4 separate regions of the Mus musculus genome follow, and all the other regions are linked to region 2. Evidence: chromatin contacts called from public HiChIP or PLAC-seq and promoter capture Hi-C data. All regions are on one chromosome and are shown on one strand. Each heading gives the region's core, a stretch centred on a gene start, on an enhancer-like site or on the middle of the called end of the contact. The rest is flanking DNA. Distances are from core to core; before and after follow the strand shown.

Region 1 (2,744 bases), core at 176-2,675, 960 kb before region 2:
CACGCGAGAAAGGCACGCTATTGTCCACTGTCCACCAGGGGGTGCTGTTTCTAGCTCACATTTACTCTCTGGTAATCCATCTGGACATTTGAACATTGTTATGTTACTAGTATCATTGTCATTTATTGGTGGTGCTTCCGGGACTCAATTTTTCTTGAGCTGAGGGTCGCAAAGTCATGCTCTGGAATGAGCAGAGTGAAACTAGACAGAGCAATGAGCCAGAATTTGCTTGAGTTTGGGGCTGAGGAGATAAGGATGTGTGTAGAGGTAGTCTTAAGCAAGTATATACTATATGTGAGTAATGTCAGAGGGAGGTACCAGCTAAAGCCACACTTAACCTCTCTCTCTCTAGAGGTCTCAGAAAGATCATGGGAATTTCCTGCCACCGGGGTACCCCCCCACGCCCACTTCCTTGGGATTCCATTTTGCCACAAAGCATAGCTTTGCACCTTACCTAGACACAAAAGTATGGGAGTCATGAACTCTTGTTATATAAGAAAATCAGGCAGTCTGGGATAAACCTGTGGGATGTTCCATGGATGTCCTCCACGCTCCTCCAGGAAATGCTCTAGGAAGCACAGTTTTCCTCTCCGCCTCTGAGATACTGGCTTGATCGCTGGAGGCCCTGACACCTGCTCCATAAGTCAATATCTCAGGCATGGGCTTCAGTAGGGCAGTTGGTGACTCATGGCCTTGGGAATGGCGTTGGGCAAGCCATCAGACCAGCCACCTGGGCCTCCTCCTCCCGGGTGAGGCAACAACAAAGAACTCAACTGAGCCAGTCCATCCCCACACACCCAAATTATCCTCTCAAGGCCCCTGCCTTCCTGCGCTGACGTGTCTCAGGAGGCCCCGACACCAGGTCAGGACTGGAGGAGAGTACATCAGGGTTCAAGAGGATAAGGAAGATACAGTGGAACTCTCAAGGAACCAGCCTTTTTTCCTTAAGCTCCAATCTAGGATGGCTAGCACTCCTTCCTTTTACTCCTTGTTTTCTCCTGGCTAACCACAAAGTCTGCCCTCTTTCATTCAGAGAAAGAAAATATACAGCTTTTTTTTTTTTTTTTTTTTTTTAAGATAGGGTCAGATGTTGCCCAGAACAGCTTCAGTCTCCTGATCCCGCTACTCTGTCTCCTCCTAAGTGCTGGGAAATCTGAATGCACCTCCTGTTTGGGCATGTGGCCTTAAATCATTCTCTACTGACTGGTGCCCACAGGTGTGAAGGGATGGGAGTGCAATTGTAGGAACGAGAGCTTCACTATTTTGTCTGCACATGCTAGAGCCCTCTGATAGGATTTTGCTCTCTGTGCATATTATTTTTGTTGCAGCTGCCCTGTCTTTGCCACTTGTGCCCTTGAGGACTGAAAGCAGAGATCATAGGTGTCTCTTCTAATCCCAATAGCTCTTGAGCCCCTGCCTCCTAAACTGGTGTCCGTCCCAGGCATGGGGCTTGGGCCCCAGGTTGCCTTGCAAGGAGTGTGAGTGATCACACAGGTGGCTGAGGGTTGGCATGCCTGAGGCCTGCCCAGCCTGAGTCACCTAGTGCTGTTGTTGTCCTGCTCCTTGTTGAAGTCTCCGCTCAGCTTCACTGACCTCTGTGGAAACAACAGCAGTCCAGTCCCTTCAACCTCTCAAGAGAAGCTGCGGCCTGATGGTGAGACGAACGGGGTGGGGGGGGAGCAGGAGGCAACGGGGGCGGTGGGGAGACTTGGGGCCCAGCTCAGTGCCTCTGCTCCCTATGGCACTGCCACTGCCTGCTTCTCCATGCCGGGGAACTGGGGGAAGGAGGATCTCTGTCTTCTCTCTGTCCCCTGCCCCTCGCACAAGAAGCTGCTCCTCTTCAGTGTTCCCTCCGGCCTCAGGGTCTCCCTGCCTGGTGATTCAGGAGGCAGGGGCTTCTCAGACTCCACACAATGTCTTACCCACCCCGACCACACCCTCAACGCAGGCCCATCCCACAATGATACACACCTCTGCTTCCCCCTCGTGGGGGTCCCACTCCACCCCACCCCTGGCCTCGGCCACTCCCCCTCCCTCCTGCCCGCGCCCCCAGGACCATCCTGGGCTGCGGATGGGCCCTCTGATCCCTGAGCAGGACTATGAACGGCTAGAGGACTGTGACCCTGAGGGGTCTCAAGACTCCCCTATCCATGGGGAGGACCACCAACCCTTGCTTCATGTACCCGAAGGACTCCGCGGTGAGTGTGTGGGTATATGGAAGGTTGGGTGGGTTAGGGGGTCGAGGCAGGTTTGGGTTTGATAGAGAAATTAATCACAAATGGGACAATGCCAAGTCTTGACACTGTTTCTCTGTGCCCAGGTTCCTGGCATCACATCCAGAACCTGGACAGTTTTTTCACCAAGATATCCTTTGTGCCCAGCATGCAGAGGGGCATGGTGGGGGGACTGTGGAGCAGGGAAGAGTGGGGGAAGTTTCTACGGGAAGAGTCCGTAGGCTTAGGCAAATTTCTTGACAAACTTGCCACATCTACAGCTATCATCAGCGGAATGGCTTTGCCTGTATCCTGCTGGAGGATGTCTTCCAGCTGGGGTGAGAAGCCAGTCCTATCCCTAAGCTCTGCTCTTTCTTCTTGATTTTAGTATTTATTCTACTTTATTGATTTTTTGACCCAGGGTCTCATGTATCCTAGGCTAGACTTGAATTCCTGTCCCTCCTGCCTCCACTTCCTATGTGCTAGAATTACAGGCACAGTACTGTACCCAGTTTACGTGGTGCCGGAGAT
Region 2 (2,869 bases), core at 242-2,741:
GGGGTGTGGAGGACCCGAGCTGATTAGATTACCACAACATCAGCCTGGGGCCGCCATTTTTAGAATCTGTAAAGGACAAAAGAGGGAAATTACAGTTTTTACTCTCCATCTCAGAAATTAAAGGGAAAGGGAGACTGTTTCCCAATTAGGTATTGCTATCTTCAACCTAGAGCTGAATGCACCTCACTTGATTCTTCTCCAAGGTCTCCAGAACTGCAAACACATATATATTATCTTCATCTCTAAAGGATGAATAAAATAAGCAACACCGAAATTTACTTTAGAACTAACTCCAGTGATTTCCCTTTGACTTTAAATTTGATCATTCTTGAGAGACAGTCTAGATAGGGCGGATCTAGGCGGAACTAAAGCCAGTGAGGCAAGCACCCAGGATTGTTTTTTCTCTCCCTCCTCCCCCGTTTAGCACAGGGAACCGTTTGTTTCTCATCTCTGTCTGCTGCCACCGCGTCGGTGCCAATCCTTCGGTCAAAATAAGCTTTCCTGAAATGAGCCATATTGTGGATTCTAAGGCTCTGGCACAGTAAAGGACGGCAGTAAGGCAAGAAGAGCGGGGGAGGAGACTGCGAAGGCTGGGTACTGACTGGGGTGACCACCTTAGGGGCGGGTTTACCCTCTCCGGAGAGGATGAGGAGCGGTCTCTCTCCTACAAAGAGAGATGCCCAAGGCGTTCTTTTAACCCCTTTCACATTTAAGAGAACATTATGCCACCGAATGGCAGGGAACAAGGGCAGGAAGAAGAAAATGGGGCCTAAACGTCTTCTCTCTGCACCCGAACAAGATGCAGCTGGAGGAGGGGAGAGCTGGCAGCTCGCGGGACCTCTCCGACACCAGTCACAAGCCTCCTTCCTCACCCCGGAGGCCTGAATCCGCTACCAGGGAGGAGGGCGCCCCCTCCCTAACTCCCACTCTCAAGGGGGTTTAACTGCCAGTTTCCCCTTCCACAACCCCAAAACCCGCCATAATGCCCCAGTGCCAGGGACAGGCAGGAGAAAGGACAAATTCCATTTCCACAAGCGACGTGGCCCCAGCACAGGCGCCTGGGGTTCAGTGTGGACGCCCGGCTCCCGAAGGACAGCGACCCTCTCTCCCTAGAGCCCTAAGTCCCCCCACCGTGGACCCCACGACACCCACAGACACGACAGGCACTGACCTGTGATGGTCACACACCAGACACCCGAACCCTGTTATCGGCTCGACCCCGGGCGAGGTTCTCCACACCTCAGCGCTCGGTCGACCCCCGACGACAGCCACTGCGGTCGCAGAACCGACTCCACACCCCCTCCCCAAGCAGCAGCGCGCAGCGTCTTCAGTGGGAACCCAAGAGTCGGGCACTGCGGGCCACGGCAGGAATGACGAGGAGACGCTGAGGCTGCTCCGAGTGTCTATGCCCCCTCTGCTGCCGCTCCCGAACGCAGGCTCGATCTCCGACTCGGCCCCCTGCGCCCGCTCAGTGTCACTGCTTCTCGCTCTGGGAAAATGGCGGCGGCGACGGCGGCGGCGGCGGCGGCAGCGGCGGCGGCGGCGGCGGCAAGCGCACGGGGCCCGCCCGCCCCGCTCCGCAGGGGCAGGGGGGAGGGGACGAAGCTACTCGCCGCCATCTTGGTTATGGGCTGCGGCCCGACGCGGCCTCTCCGCCGAGGCGTGGAGACGTCACGCTAGAGGCCGCGAGCTGGCCAGACACTCCGTCTTTCCCACAACAGGTGCATTCATCCATCCGCCGACGGTTGGGGAGGTCTTGCTAGCTGGTGGGCTTGGCTCTTTACCCGTTGTCCCCGAGTAGCCCTCAAGCCTGGATGTAGGTGAGCGTGAGGATGCTACTAGTGGGTAGAAGGATGACAGCAGGGACGGGGACGACCCCCCTCCCATCACTTCCTAAGGTGATGCACTTGCTCCTACCCCCCAAGCAGCCTCAGTCCCGGCAGCCCCCTCCCCCCGGCCTGGCCTGCCAGCTCAGGGTGAGCCCGGTCGGATTGTCACTCGACGCCCACTAGTGGCTGAGGAGGCTCCAGTGCGCAGGCTCCGGGCACCGGATAAAAGCGGAGCTGGCGAGTCCCGCGCTGTCTCGATGGAGGAGCGAGAAACGCAAGAGGTCGGGGGGAGAAGCCGCAGAAAAAATTGCAGCCATCGTCAGCGCCGCCTCCCTGCCACCGTGTATGGGGTAAAAGCTGCCGTTGCCGCTGCCGGTGCAGTCGCTGCCGCCGCCTCCTATACTTCTTAGCACCGGGGAAGGATTCCCCGCCGCGGGACAGTGTGCTGGGCGGGGAGCGGGAGTTCGTTTGTGTGGCGGTGATTAAACGAGGGAGGGACAGAGCTGGTTTCTCGAACCGAAAAGGGGAGGCCAAGGAACAAAACAGGGTTCTCCACTAAAATCACACAGCGATTACGGATCTGGCTTTGGGGGCCTTTCCCCGGAATGGCGGTTTCCGTCTTCTTGGCCCGCAGCACGACCTTGGGTGCTCCGTAAGAGGAGTGGGGAGAGGCAGAGGCGGTGTCGGCAGCCAATCGGCGTCTGGTGATTTCTGTCGGGCGCGTAGGGATTGGCTGACGATGACCTCATGCTGCAGCAGCGGGTGGGGCCAGAGTCGTCGGGGGTGGCTGTTGCAAAGGCAGAGAGTGAGAAGTGATGACGGTGATCGTTGTCGCCGCGTCTTCTGTGGAACCCAAGCAGTGCCGAAGGAAGTCGCAAGGCTCTTCCCCGACCTTTTGCTCCTCTCCCTGCGCGAGGTGAGGGCCCTGGCTCGGCCTCTGCGAGACTTTGGGGCGCTGGTGCGGCCGTGGAGGCGCAATTTCTCCTGTGACTTTTGTAACTGCGTCAGGGCAAGATGGCGCTGGGTCTCCTTGGGGCGCG
Region 3 (2,700 bases), core at 126-2,625, 670 kb before region 2:
GTATACCAGAATGAGCTTAAACAAATTTAAGCACCAGTGAGTTCGATTTAATTACCACTAGAGGTACACATCAAAGACACTTGCAATCTCAAATCATCAATTCTGTAGATCTCAAAAAGGTTACACAAAAAGAACACAAATATGAAAAGAGATGCATTTTAATAAAGAAGCCAGCCATTCACAGCTATTTCAGCATAAAAACCAGGAAAGATATAGGCATTGAAAACATAGTATCTATCCGCTACAACCAGAGCAGTGTGCCATCTTGTGAACAAAGAGAAGACTGCTGCGACCAGTGTTTGGCCTTAAGAAATCAGGAGTTGGTATCTTCCGAAATAAATCTTAAGATTCTTCTGCTGCCCATACTCACAGCAAAAGCGTCAGAAAGCCGAATTAGGTTTTTTAATCACTCAAGCTTATCTGTAGTGCTTTGTCCTCTTGAAAAACAGATTTCAGAGTCAACAAACTGACAAACATCCCCAGAATCCATAATGTGTTCTCTACCAAGTAAAACTCACGGAACCAAAAACCAACCAAGTGGTGTTCCCCTGCTTACCGGTCTATTGGAGGTTATAATCTAGTTAATTCTATCAAACACCTATCTACCGTCTCCATCGTTAAGCCGTGCCTTTCATAACCCACCTTTCAACCAAATGCTGCGGTTTCTCCAATACACGGCAAAATCAAAGACAGCACAAAGAGATCCTCTTGGTTAACAGTGGCGCCAGAACCCTTAGAAAACTGCTATTTACTGGTGACTGGCGTCGCCCTAAATGACAGGTGATTTATCAACTCGTGCCACTTGGGTGACAGGGCGGCGGGGCGGGAGCCTCCCTCCGAGAGCTCCAGATGACACCGCACGGTAAGGGAAGGCTCCAGGCCTCACGGGGAACTGGATGAGACCGGTTACACAACCGCCCCGGAGGCCCCCCGCCCGCCGCAGGAGTCCCCGTCGAGCGGGCCTCGGAAGCCCCGTGGCGGAGCAGGCCGTCAGCCAAGGCGCCGGCCCCGCCGCCAGCCTCCGCCGGACCCCTGCCCACCGCCCCGCACCGCCCCGCACCGCCCCGCACCACCCCGCACCGCCCCGCACCTGTTTCCTCATGTTGTTCATGACGCCCATGAACCCCGCCAGCAGCTTGGCTTCTTCGCGAGCCGCAAGTTTCTTCTCAGTTTTCTTCTTGCTACTCTTTTCCACGCCGGAGGTGGCCATCCTCTCTTTGCCCTCTGCGGGTTCGCGGCGACAGTTTGCCCGCCACACGCGGCAGTCTGGAGCACGGCTTCGGCGGCGGAGCTCGGAGAACTGCGGGAAAGCCGAAGGAGGACGAGACGAAGCCAACTCGGCCACGGTTGCAAGCGAAGGGAGTCCCAAGCATGCGCACTGGGTCGGGCGGGGGGGGTGCGCTCTAAGGAGGAGGGGGCGGGGCAGTGCGTCACAGCCACGCGACGCCCTAGCAACCGGCTGCGTCGCGCGGTGCGGCGTCCTCAACAGTGGGTACCCTTCGGCCTGATCCAAGCTCGCGTGTGCTTTTCTTCTACCAAAGGCCGACTTCCCAGGTTTAGATTTCGTGATGATCTATTTTGGATAATTGTGTAATAGAACAAACTAAGACGTCTCCCTATGGCGTAAGCTCCCTGAGAACAGGGTCAGTTCTTCACTGCCTTTTCAGACTGGGGCTCATTGTAGGCGCTCAGTAACTATTACAGGAAAATTGCATACTGCAAGGCAAAGGTTATTTAGGATAAGCACAAGAGTTACTTGTTTGAGATTCAGAAAGCAAAACCATTGTCCTGTCGATTTCTCCTCTCCGTGACATGCCTGCCTGTTTAGTAGGCTGTCTTTCTCATTAAAACAGATCTGGTGGGTGATGGTGGTGGTGGAGGCAGAGAGTGGTGGACTACTGAGAGAAACCCTGTCTGGGGAAAAAAACAAAATCAAAAAAACCAAAAAACTAGAGAGCAGGTGTTAGTTCCAGCCAACTTTATTGAGGTTTCCCCGGGCAGTTCTACTGGAATACAGAACTCAGTCCTAGAACTCACAGAAACATGTTCATAATGAGTTTTTTATTTTGCTGTTTAGGAATACACAGGACTGAAGTCGTTATTTCTAGTAATGAACTTTCTACATAGCCTCAGTTTTCTACCTAGATGTATGAAGAACTAGACAGAAGTTTTATGTAAAATGATCTAGACCGCTGTTGATCTAAAACAATAACTGCTTAAAAGAAAATTAAATAAATTATTTTAAGCTGCATAGGGTCAGCAATGGCCTAAAAAGGGATTGAACATATCCTGGACAGTATGTTTCTTTATAAAAGAGATTAGATAAATATATTTATCTGCAGGAGGTGGGGGAAGAAAGTTAATCAAGGCGTTTACCAGATACACTGGTGGGAGCATCAAGTTGGTGGACCACAGCACAGTGAGAAAATCCTTTTGGAAGTTTTAGACGTCATATATATATGATGCCCCCTTTCAACATGTTTTATTTAAGATAACTTTTAAATTAAATATATTCTAATCATATTTTTCCTCTCCCTCAGATCCTTCCAGATCTTCCTGTCCCTGCTCACCCAACTTTTTTTTTTTTTTTTTTAAATATATTTATTTATTTATTATATGTAAATACACTGTAGCTGTCCTCAGACACTCCAGAAGAGGGAGTCAGATCTTGTTTCGGATGGTTGTGAGCCACCATGTGGT
Region 4 (2,864 bases), core at 212-2,711, 920 kb before region 2:
CTCCTGGCCAGGGGCCCTGTTTGGCCTTAGTGTTTTCAGGATTTTGCTCCTGGAGTAAGAGTAAGGTAAGAGTCTGGCTGGCGTGGTCTCATGGCGACCTTTCTTGCGCCGTCCGTCGCCCCCTCTCCCCCATCCAATGAAGGTTCCCGCTGGTGACAAGACCCAGCCCCTTGCTGCAAGGACAGAGGCAGCTGCAAGCCCTCAGGAACCCCCACATGGCCCCATCCATCTAGACAGGCCTCTGATCCGGGTTGCAGGCAGGGGAGGGGATTCAAGGCCGCCTCAACTCCAGCTGCCTGGCTCCTCCCCACAGCAGGCCTGCTCAGCTGTCAACACTCGCCTCTCGGCCTTGCCCTGCCCCAGGCGTCGCTGAGCTGCTCAAATCAAGGACACCTCAGCCGCCCGAAGCCCCCTACTCAGGCCCCAACAGGCGGTGGGCAGGCAGTGGGCAGGCGGCTGGTGGACACCCTGCCTGCCCTTGAGCATCCTCAGACCTCTTTGCCTAAATAAGGGAGCTGCTGCTGGAGCGAGCCAGCTGGCAGGGGGAGGGGCCCAAGGCAAGGCCAGGGTTTTCCGAGGGGGCTGGGCCGCCCGGGCCGCCTCGGGGGGCCCCAAGCCCTCCTATTGGGCCTATGAGGTTCCTTCAGCAGAGGGAGGGAAGGCCTCTAGCTCACGGGGATCCCCTGGCTGGGACCTCGCACTCAAGGAAGGGCCTCGCTTTGCTCTTACAGCTAAAAGGCCGCAACTGCTGTCGGTCTCTTTGTACGTGTCATCCATGGAGAGATTCGAATAACCACCGAGAGGTTATAACTCCCTGGAGACAGGGGAGGCGTGCCTCTCTTACGGCTCACCCACCCTTGTCTCAAAATTTTACAGCTTCCACATTCCCTGTTCTTCCCATTTTCTGGCTGTCCCCTGGTCCTAGGGCGGCTCATCTCAGAGCCTAGGCCTCACTCAACCCCGTCACCCACAGCACATTCCGACATCGAGCTGTGGGTACTCAGCCTGCCCTAGGCGCAGCAGGGAAGCAGGAGATAAAGGGTTGGTCCTGTCCCCATCAAATCGGGTTTCTCAGTCCTGAGTCTGGGAGGGGGCGATATGCCCTTCTCCCTGGTCACCTCCAAACCGACCATCGCACCTGTCCTCACCGTTCCCCTACTTAAAGGTCCCTTCCCCCTCTCGGCGGAGCGCGAGTCCCGGGGGCGCGGTAGCGGAGCGAGGGGTTGGGACTCCGGGAGCGCTCGGCGCGGCTCAGCCAATAAGAAGGGCGGGCGCTCGGGGTGGCGGGGAGAGGGCGGTGCTGCCGGCGCGCGGCGACAGGAGGGGGCCGGGAGGCGGGGGCCGGAGCCGGAGGGGCGCGCGCCGCATTAACCCTTCAGCCGCCGGACCAAGCCGCAGGCGCTGCCCGAGCCGCGGGCGCTGGAGCGGCTGTCGGCGCGGCGGCGGCGGGCAGGCGTGAGCCGGGAGCCCGGCGCTGGAGCGGGCGGAGCGCGGCGCGGGGACGAGGTGCAGCCGGGCCCGTGGCACCACCAGCCCGGGTCGACAGACAGGTGTGCCGGCGCCGCAGCTCCAGCAGCTTCAGGCCCGGCCCAGGGTCCGGAGCCGGCAGCCACTAAGCAGAGCGGGAATCCCGCGCCCTCGGTCCAGTTCCGGCCCCGCCCGCACTCAGCTTGGCCGCGGGGTGCGGAGACCACGGCCCGGCCAGGCCACCCGAAGCCTAGTGCTGGGCCGGGCCGGGCCAGGGTGGGTGGGGGCCCGCCCGGCCCGCCCATGGGCTCAGGATGCCGGTGCGGAGGGGCCACGTCGCGCCGCAGAACACCTTCCTCGACACCATCATCCGCAAGTTTGAGGGCCAGAGTGAGTGGGGGAGGGGGCAAGGCGGGGAGGGGGTCTGGGGGGGTGGGTCCAGTTCTGCTGAGTGTGGCTGGGGGGGCGTGCCCGGGCCGTGTGCAGTGCAAAAATGTGAGTCAGTAGGGGCTGGTGGGCCCTGAGACTTACGCCAGGAGCCAAGGGGACAAGGCTTGGTGCCAGGGACCACTGGCATAGGACCAAGGGGCCTAGTGTTGCAGCTAGGGGTCGGAGAGTGAGTATGACACCAGGAATGTGCAGGAAAGGGAGGTGGGATGAGATGTGTAGGTGTTTCCAACTCTAAATGTCCAGAGTTGATGAGATTGTGTGTGTGTGCTGTCCTAAGACTGTTTATGACCTAAGCTGTTGGTCCCTAAAAGTACACTGCGCGTTCCAGTCTTGGCTGTGTTGTATGTGACAGACTAAAACTAGAGGTGTAGGATTAGTGACCAAATCTGCTCTTGAGTGTGTGACAAGTATATGGTCAAATCCCTGTGTCACTAATGAATTCGAGTCTGCATGGGCCGTGGAGAGGCGTCTCCGGCAAGTCCCCAAGATTGTGGGCCCTGTGCTGAGAGGCTGCTGCACACCTGAAGCTGGCTTTGGGGCGAACAGGCTGGCCATGGAGTTCCAGTGTGGTGGACTTTCCTGCTGGGGATGGTACCCCAAGCCCCTTTGGGTTTGGGTGACTACAACTCCCCTTATTCGGACCTGGCAAGGGAGACTTCCAGAAATGTGTCCTAGGCTAGGTGAATGTTTGGTGTTGGTGTGCCTGTCCTCAAGGCTGCATGTGCCACAGAGTGTGTGACTGCAAAGGGCCCCTGGAGCAGGAGGGTGACATTCCTTGCCTGTGACCCTGTGCACACAGGACAATGTGTGCTTTACTGTGTTGGGAGGGAGGGCTCAGTTGGATGGGCAGCATTGTCCCTAGACAGAGAACAGGATGATCCCGAAGAGGTGGTGCAGGCCTAAGGGCAGGGGGCAGGCCCTTGCTCGGGCTTTCTTTTCCTACCAGT

The links. Promoter capture Hi-C pulls out the DNA fragments that hold promoters and counts their contacts. HiChIP or PLAC-seq counts read pairs in DNA pulled down with a chosen protein or histone mark.
Region 1: a promoter capture Hi-C map of pre-B cells shows a contact between it and region 2, with 3 times the contacts expected there. The contact joins the promoter of Atg9b here to the promoter of Kmt2e in region 2. A contact is called at or near these places in 5 of 39 promoter capture datasets (the C10 cell line, the HPC-7 cell line, cranial neural crest and 1 more), 1 of 484 Hi-C or Micro-C datasets (Th1 cells), 3 of 115 datasets of contacts at active chromatin or transcription factors (extraembryonic endoderm stem cells, pancreatic cancer cells and thymic regulatory T cells) and 1 of 9 other capture datasets (pancreatic islet).
Region 3: a promoter capture Hi-C map of pre-B cells shows a contact between it and region 2, with 3 times the contacts expected there. The contact joins the promoter of Klhl7 here to the promoter of Kmt2e in region 2. A contact is called at or near these places in 3 of 39 promoter capture datasets (cranial neural crest, hippocampal neurons and pre-B cells) and 2 of 115 datasets of contacts at active chromatin or transcription factors (extraembryonic endoderm stem cells and pancreatic cancer cells).
Region 4: a contact with region 2 is called in an H3K27ac HiChIP or PLAC-seq map of thymic regulatory T cells, with 4 times the contacts expected there. The contact joins the promoter of Kcnh2 here to the promoter of Kmt2e in region 2. A contact is called at or near these places in 2 of 115 datasets of contacts at active chromatin or transcription factors (double positive thymocytes and thymic regulatory T cells).

The regions. Positions count from the first base shown.
Region 1 is chr5:24,390,824-24,393,567 of GRCm38.p6, reverse strand. It overlaps Atg9b (autophagy related 9B), which reads left to right and starts at 1,425. Exons shown (of 14, transcript NM_001002897.3): 1 at 1,425-2,198; 2 at 2,321-2,364; 3 at 2,487-2,551. The coding sequence starts at 1,652.
Region 2 is chr5:23,433,086-23,435,954 of GRCm38.p6, reverse strand. Kmt2e (lysine (K)-specific methyltransferase 2E) reads right to left here and starts at 1,491. Exons shown (of 26, transcript NM_026984.2): 1 at 1,172-1,491. It overlaps 5031425E22Rik (RIKEN cDNA 5031425E22 gene), which reads left to right and starts at 2,619. Exons shown (of 3, transcript NR_165300.1): 1 at 2,619-2,745.
Region 3 is chr5:24,099,265-24,101,964 of GRCm38.p6, reverse strand. Klhl7 (kelch-like 7) reads right to left here and starts at 1,375. Exons shown (of 11, transcript NM_026448.3): 1 at 1,091-1,375. The coding sequence starts at 1,210.
Region 4 is chr5:24,350,201-24,353,064 of GRCm38.p6, reverse strand. Kcnh2 (potassium voltage-gated channel, subfamily H (eag-related), member 2) reads left to right here and starts at 1,461. Exons shown (of 15, transcript NM_013569.2): 1 at 1,461-1,857. The coding sequence starts at 1,782.